Regions from separate parts of the Danio rerio genome. Here region 2 is linked to region 1. Evidence: chromatin contacts called from public HiCAR-type data. All regions are on one chromosome and are shown on one strand. Each heading gives the region's core, a stretch centred on a gene start, on an enhancer-like site or on the middle of the called end of the contact. The rest is flanking DNA. Distances are from core to core; before and after follow the strand shown.

Region 1 (4,069 bases), core at 1,062-3,561:
TAATACATTTAATTGTTTTTGTAGTAATAATAATTTTCATTTATTTATTTATTTATTGATTCATTTCGACCCAAAGTTTCACATCTCCTGAATGTCAGTGTATTAGATACTAAATTTAAATATAATTTGTTTAAAGAGTTGTTTTAGATACTGTAGCACAAAAACAAAGATGTGTGAAGAATTTAATTAAAACTGTACGCCTAGTGACATTCAAACTGCAATAGTAAGAACATTAACAATACTAATAATAACGTGGCACAGTGAGTAGCGATGTTGCATCACAGCAAGAACTTCATTGGTTCGAGCCTCAGCTAAGCCAGTTGGCATTTCAGTGTGGAGTTTGCATGTTCTCCCGGTGTTAGCGTGGGTTTTCTCCGGGTGCTCCGGTTTCCCCCACAGTCCAAACACATGCGCTATAGGGGAATTGATGAACTAAACTGTCCAGTGTATGAGTGTGTATGGATGTTTCCCAGTACTGGGTTGTAACTAGAAGGACATCCGCTGCATAAAACATATGCTAGATGAGTTGGTGGTTCATTCCACTGTGGCGACCCCTGATTAATAAAGAGACTAAGTTGAAAAGAAAACGATGAATTAATAATAACCCTGCGGGTGTGAAGGTCAAATCATTAATCAATAATAATTCATTCATTCATTCATTTTCCTTCAGCTCAGTCCCTTTATTCATCAGGGGTCACCACAGTGGAATGACCCGTCAACTGTTCCAGAATATGTTTTACAGCTGATGTCCTTTCAGCAGCAACCCAGTACTGGGAAACACACATACACTATCATTCTCACACTCACACTTATCAGTGGACAATTTAGTTCATCAATTCTCCTATAGCGCATGTGTTTGTGGGGGAAACTGGAGCACCTGGAGGAAACCCACACCAACACTGGGAGAACATGCAAACTCCACATAGAAACGCCAACTGATGCAGCTTGGACTCAAACCAGCGACCTTCTTGCTGTGAGGGGACAGCGCTAACCACTAAGCCACCACAATATTATTAATAATAAAATGGGGCATCACAGTGGCGCAGTAGGTAGCACGATCGCCTCAGGAGGTCGCTGGTTCGAGCCCCGGCTGGGTCAGTTGGCGTTTCTATTTCATAAGAATTTAATCTTTATTTTAACTATTATTGTCAGGGGCAGATTTAATCAATACGCAGAGTTAGCAGCCGCTTAGGGCCCTGGGATATTTGAAAGGCCCCAAATAATACCTAGATGTATGAATTATACCAATAAATTGTATATAACATAACATATTTTATTTTAACAAATAATTTTGTTACAACTGTGCAAATGCGTCCCCCACATCCAATGATGGAGCCTTCCAGCAGTTAAATCAGATGAAAATTCAGTTTATTGATGATTTTTAGTTGTTATTTTTTACTTTAATATAGAAAAGACTGAGTGATATAAAAAGAGCTAAATAAATAAACAACACAAAAGAAAACATACCAAAGGGTGCATATCCCATAAGGCCCCCAACTCCAGTAGTATCTGGATGCAGCCTTGATGCATTTCTCAGTGATGCAACGCCAGTCACAACTCACTCAATGGAGCTAGTGTCGTCACTGTAAGGGATAGGGTAAGGGTTAGGTGAGCGCATTGATTATTTATACGTGTATCTCTTTTGTATAATTTTTCTTTGTCATACAAGGATGTTTTATTTGGTTTTTATCATGTTGATAAAGTTAAAGATAAATATTTTCTAATAAATCTGTTTATTTTACTAGCAAAATTTTTTATACATAAATGCAAATGTTTGTCTGTAAAGCCCCTTTTTCTTATTTTTTGTAAAGATTTGAAATATTATTTAAATACAATCTCTACCTCCAGCAATGTTAAAGCTTTAAAATCCGTAACACTATGTGAATCTTACAATATTCTCTCTTTTTTATAATAGATGACTGTAATGTATGTGATCTTGTAAACATCACTGTGACCTTGCTTTAAATTTAAAGTGCTTTTTGTCATTTATATTCCCCCTGGCATATTCTTTAGTTTGTCATTTTGTTTTGTTCTGTTTTCTACCCTTGTTGTTAAAGGTTTATACCTTTTCTGTATTTTTTTTTTTTTGTATTCTTGTTGAACGCTTTAATAAATAAAAAAAAAATAATAAATAAAAAAGGTGAGCGCATTGAAAAGCATTGGCTGCAACTCAGATTGCACTGCACAAATCACTAAATTCGCCAGATTGTTGTAAAATGTAAACAGCTGAGCATACAGCTCCGAGACGACTGCAGGTGCTGTGATTCCTCTTCTGGGCAGCAGGTGTCAGAAGCGCGTGCTCGTGTCTGCGCGCGGCTGAAGCAGACGAAGAAGAAGCGGAATCCTTAAAGCGCGAACTCGTGTTGTTTATCTCTCAGTTTGTTTCGCGGGTTTTCCGGTGTGTTTCTGCGTGTCCTCCGCCCCAGGTGCGTGTTCGTGTTTTATCTCAGGTGTTTTTAAGATGCCCAAGCGCTCGTACCCGTTCAGCGAGAGTTTCTCCTCGCAGTATAAAGTTCATGTGGGCCAGAAAGAGATGAGCAGCTGCGGCGTGTTCGGGCTCCGCTACCGACAGGAGATCTACGGTAAGACACACACACACACACTTTTACAGCACACACACACACACACACACACGTTCAGCACAAAGATGCACACTTGCTAGTTTTACGGTCAGAAACGCACACATTTAAAACACACACACCCACACATAGAGCACAACACTAACATACTCGCACACAGATATACAGCAGCTAACAGTTAGTTTTACGGTCAGAAACGCATATATTAGTGTAAAGTTGACGTTATATTAGCATATTCGCTGTTCGCTGTCACTTTAACAATGAGCAAATGTGCAAATATAACACACCGCCGCACAAACACACACTTGGCACAAAGGTACTTACGACACAATACACTTGTATACACTTTCAGCACAGACGCACACTTGCAACACAAACGCGCGCAATATACACACTTCCAGTGCACAGACACTTTGACACTGATATACAATGTACACACACATTCAACACCTGGGGTCCGTTCTTCGTACGTGGATTACTCAGTTAGCTGGATTTGGATATTGACGATTTGACATGATCCAGGATCGTTTCGTTCTTCAAAGCTGATCCGAGAGTTGTTGTCATGGCAACAGTTCTGCCACGTCAAACCTGATCGGGAGCAGGTTCAATTCATATAAACAGGATTAGATCGGCTCAGTTCAAGCAAAGATAATACAGTAAGTATGTTCCGAATTCTGATATTTTCTTACAGTAGTAGTTATATACACTTGGGAAAGTGGTACATATTTTTTAACTATATATATAAAGTTATAGTCATTAATAAAATAAATAAAGTTTTACATATTAATAAAACGTATGCAATCTGCACCCTCGAAATGAACAAAGACTGCCATCTGGTGGTGCAAAGAGAAAACAAATTGGTATGAACTTTTTAGATCGCTTAGTACAAATTGTGTATAATAGAAATGCACAATATGTGACTTTTTTTTTAAAGCAATAATACATTTATGCAGTCATAAACATGTTTTGATAGTTAATATGCCAGTGATTGATGCTTCACAAAAGTTGCAGACACCTTTACCAATATAAAAATGCTTTTGTAAACAACCAGTTATTCTTTACACCGATTAAAAAACGGCTACTATAATAAAGAAAATCTTTTCTAAATGTAGAACTAAATACATTGATTTGCATTGAAATGCATGATGAATACTCTTGTCTCGACACATGAAAGTGTAAAGCCTGCAGCTCACAACAAATGTGGAAGGTTATTGCGTGTCATATTAAACAAACCGTTTACTGCTAATTTGATGTAATTTTGCTCACATGGATAATTGAATATTAATCAGATGATGTCATTACGCTGCTGTGCCGTCAGCCAATCGTTGCATTGCTGATCATGATTTCGAGGATCGATAGATCTGTCCTTCACAACACACGCAGCGATCTCAGATCAGTTTATCCAGACATTCTAATCTGATTCGCGAACTTGTTTGAAGAACTAAATTAGCGAGAGATCAGTTATCAAGATTAAAAGATCCAGGATCTGC
Region 2 (3,629 bases), core at 408-2,907, 190 kb after region 1:
AAATAATAAATAAAAATTAGAAATGTTGCCTTGACAACTACACAAATCTTTTTTTTTATTATTTAAAAATAAATGTTTTATTAAATATTGACATCAATATATTATTTGTATATGATATTAAATTATCATTATTATATGATTATGTAAATAATAATAATAATACTTTATATTTATAGTGCGCTTTTCTCTGACCCAAAGCGCTAATTATTATCACAATTCTGTATTATTGTACAGAAAGTTTATTGTACTACTTTATAACACATTTTTACTTTCCCTGCTGAAAAATCCAGCTTAAACCAGTCTAAGCTGGTTGGCTGGTTTTAGCTGGTCAACCAGGCTTGTTTTAGAGGGGTTTTGGCCACTTCCAGGCTGGTTTCCAGCCATTTCCAGCCTGGTCTTAGCTGGTCAGGCTGGGAGATGACCAGCTAAAACCAGCTTGACCAGCCTAGCCAAGCTGGGAGTCCAGCCAAAACCAGCTATATCCAGCTTAAACCAGGCTGATCAAGCTGGTTTTAGCTGGATTTGACAGGTCATTTTCCAGCCTGACCAGCTAAGACCAGGCTGGAAATGGCTGGAAACCAACCTGGAAGTGGCCAAAACCCCTCTAAAACCAGCCTAGTCGACCAGCTAAAACCAGCCAACCAGCCTAGGCTGGTTTAAGCTGGATTTTTCAGCAGGGTAATCTTAGAATTAATTTTATATCATGGAATTGCAACTTTATTTCTCTGAATTGTCAAATATACAGTCAGAAATCTCAGAATTATGACTTTTTATGTCAGAATTCAGACTTTGTAATTCAGATTTGTGGGTTATCTTTCAATTCTGAGGGGGAAAAGTCCGAATTATGAATACGTATCATGCAAATCTGAGATAATAACCTTTTTGTGTGGTCGGGAACGGGTTCCCATTCAATTCGCTGTGCACACGGGTCATCTTAACATAAGTACCGCACGGCAGTCTGAGTTTACAGCAGCTAAAGGAATGTTGCGTTGGCCGGGAATCGAACCCGGGTCAACTGCTTGGAAGGCAGCTATGCTCACCACTATACCACCAACGCTGACGAGCGATACCGACTAAAGTGAAACCAGGAACGCGCCCTGTTCTGTGTATTTCAGGCAACTTTAACACAGTATGGGAAAAAGTAACAGTACAACAACATTGTATTTAGACTCTATTTTGATCGCACATTCTGCACGCAACATTTAACGGGAGATGCGGAATATCACGTGGTTTCATCATCCGCGGCCGTGTCCTGCAGTTTAATGTAAATCACTGTATATATGTACCCTTTTCCTATTACAAAAGTTGTGTTTCTCTTTTCATGAATCGTATTATTGTACAATAAGACATCCTTAAGTTTGCAGTCTTTAAGTTTTTCAGTTTAAAGGATAAATGACAGGTTTAAATGGAGGACTGTTATTTATGTCTAATGATGGAAATATTGATTACAAATAAATTATCTATAAGATAAATATTAAATATTCATAAATAATTGTTGCAAGCTCTTTTTTGGTAGATATGTTTTGTTTAATGTTTATTTTCGGGTCATAATAATAAAGAGGTGTGGATCTAGTTTTTCCGGCTGTAGTTTCAGGTGGAGGCGCTGCGGCGGCTGCAAAGCTGCTGTGACGTCACTATCTCCCTCTCTCTCTCCGCCACCGACCTGACAAACTCTCTCTGACAGACAGATCGACCGACCGTATGTCCGTCGCTGGAAAAGCGGATAAAAGTCTTCATTTACCGGGAACAGCAGCAGCTCCACGAGTCCGGTCGTCTGACGCCCTGAAAGCCGTGTTCTGCTGGACTGGAGCAGCTCGGATGTTTGGGAATGTCGGGAATTAAAACTTCCTGTTGAGCTTTGACGTTAGCCGCCCGGAGCTGCAGTGAAGGTGTGTGAGAGTCGCTTCACCTGGAAAAACACACTCTTACATCAATGTAATCGAATTTTTAACGTTCAAACCGATTTGTTTGTAATGTATGTGTGTTATTGGTTTGAAATTTAACGTTAATCGTGTTCTCTGTTGAACTGTAGGGTTTATTATTATCGATGAATGTCGATTAACAGGTTTGTTTGGGCTATTAAATGCTAATTAGGTTTAATTCAGTGTCTTGGTCTGCCAGAGTTTGATTTACACCTGTAGTGATTCGGGATTTCAGTCTTCACAGGTGGATTTTGGTCAATAGCTGAGGTTTTTTGGAGGTCAGGAAGGGTTTAAAAATGTCTAGACTTGAACTTTGTACGGATCAATTTAATTTAAAGATTGAGGTAAAGTTGGTTTTATATTAGCCCATTCGTTCACATGCTCCCTATATTGTTTACCATAGTATTTTTAAATATATTCAAAACTACATTAGCACTATTTGTTTGACAGTAAACAATGTTGTACTTTGATAGTCATTGTCTGATAATATGATTTCTCTATTTAGAATTTGCAAATAAAAACTTTTAATTTATATTATTAATAAGAAGAATGTCTGAATGTGCTAATATAAAACCCAACCATACCTAATTTAAAGATGTCAAAGTCCTAAAGGACATCTTCCATGTCTGACTAATATATAACAGCATAATTTCTTGTTAACATGTTGATTATATACTGTAAAAATATCCTAAATTAGCAGTTTTCCATATTTTGTGATTCATGTTTTTATTTTTCCCTGTTAATTTCTGCTTTTGAATGGCATTACGTGACTTTGATCTTTCTTCCATCGACTTTTCAATGTTAAAACATGTGAAAATGAGACTTTTGTGCTCATTTGTAATAGTTTCCAGTGATCTATTGTCTGGGTTGTTGTTAAATGTTAGTTTGTTCGTTTATATAGCACATTTTTTACAACACAACGTTGCCCAAAGTGCTGAACACAATCAATACTAAATAAAATAAAACCTACATAACAATTAAAACATAAGGCAAACCCCTCAACATTAACAAGGCTCAAATGCTTAAGAACAAAGATGGAGTTTCAGACGCTTTTTAAAAACGGATAGAGTTGGAGCATGTCTGATGTGGGGTGGTCAGTTCCAGAGTTTTGGGCCGATAACAGCAAAAGCCCGATTCCCCACTTTGCTTACACCGAGACCCTGATACCGAAAGAATAAACTGATCAGAAGACCTTAGTGACTTGCCAGGATTATATACATGTCTGATAAGTATAAAGTATACAAAATAATTTTGATTATGGTTGAGCGATGTCGACCAATTTGGCATCGCAAGATGTCTAATGTGAAACATTGCGATAGACGATGACATGGTCATCATAGGCGGAGTTGAATTAATTATTTATAAATAATGAATTAATTCATAACGAATTAATTATTTGTAGCCTACCGTTTCAACTACCTGACCCGCATGGTTTTTGTTTTACCCATAAACTAATCATAAATAAATAAAGATAAGTTGCACACAAATTACCACCTGTCAATCACTTTTTCCGCGGGAGGTTGGTCGGTAAACAAGTTGCACAACCAACAGTGTCTGAGGTTTTCTCTTAAATTACTTAGTACAATTGTGAAAGTGAAAGACAGTGCAGGGTACTGATGCTGTGACACGTTACCTGATAGATTCAAAAGACCGAAGAGTCATTAAAAAGAGACAGGATTAATTAAATATCATGTTTAACAACATGAG

The links. HiCAR-type assays count read pairs that join an accessible place to other places.
Region 2: a contact with region 1 is called in a HiCAR-type map of caudal fin, with 5 times the contacts expected there. The contact joins the promoter of cep170ba here to the promoter of siva1 in region 1. A contact is called at or near these places in 3 of 18 Hi-C or Micro-C datasets (caudal fin, hematopoietic stem cells and an unstated tissue) and 1 of 4 datasets of contacts at active chromatin or transcription factors (caudal fin).

The regions. Positions count from the first base shown.
Region 1 is chr17:2,493,757-2,497,825 of GRCz12tu, forward strand. siva1 (SIVA1, apoptosis-inducing factor) reads left to right here and starts at 2,312. Exons shown (of 4, transcript NM_001327928.1): 1 at 2,312-2,582. The coding sequence starts at 2,462. All of the region lies in intron 1 of LOC141378500 (a long non-coding RNA gene), which reads left to right.
Region 2 is chr17:2,680,902-2,684,530 of GRCz12tu, forward strand. cep170ba (centrosomal protein 170Ba) reads left to right here and starts at 1,658. Exons shown (of 19, transcript XM_073927994.1): 1 at 1,658-1,889. It overlaps trnag-ucc (transfer RNA glycine (anticodon UCC)), which reads right to left and starts at 1,057; the gene lies at 986-1,057.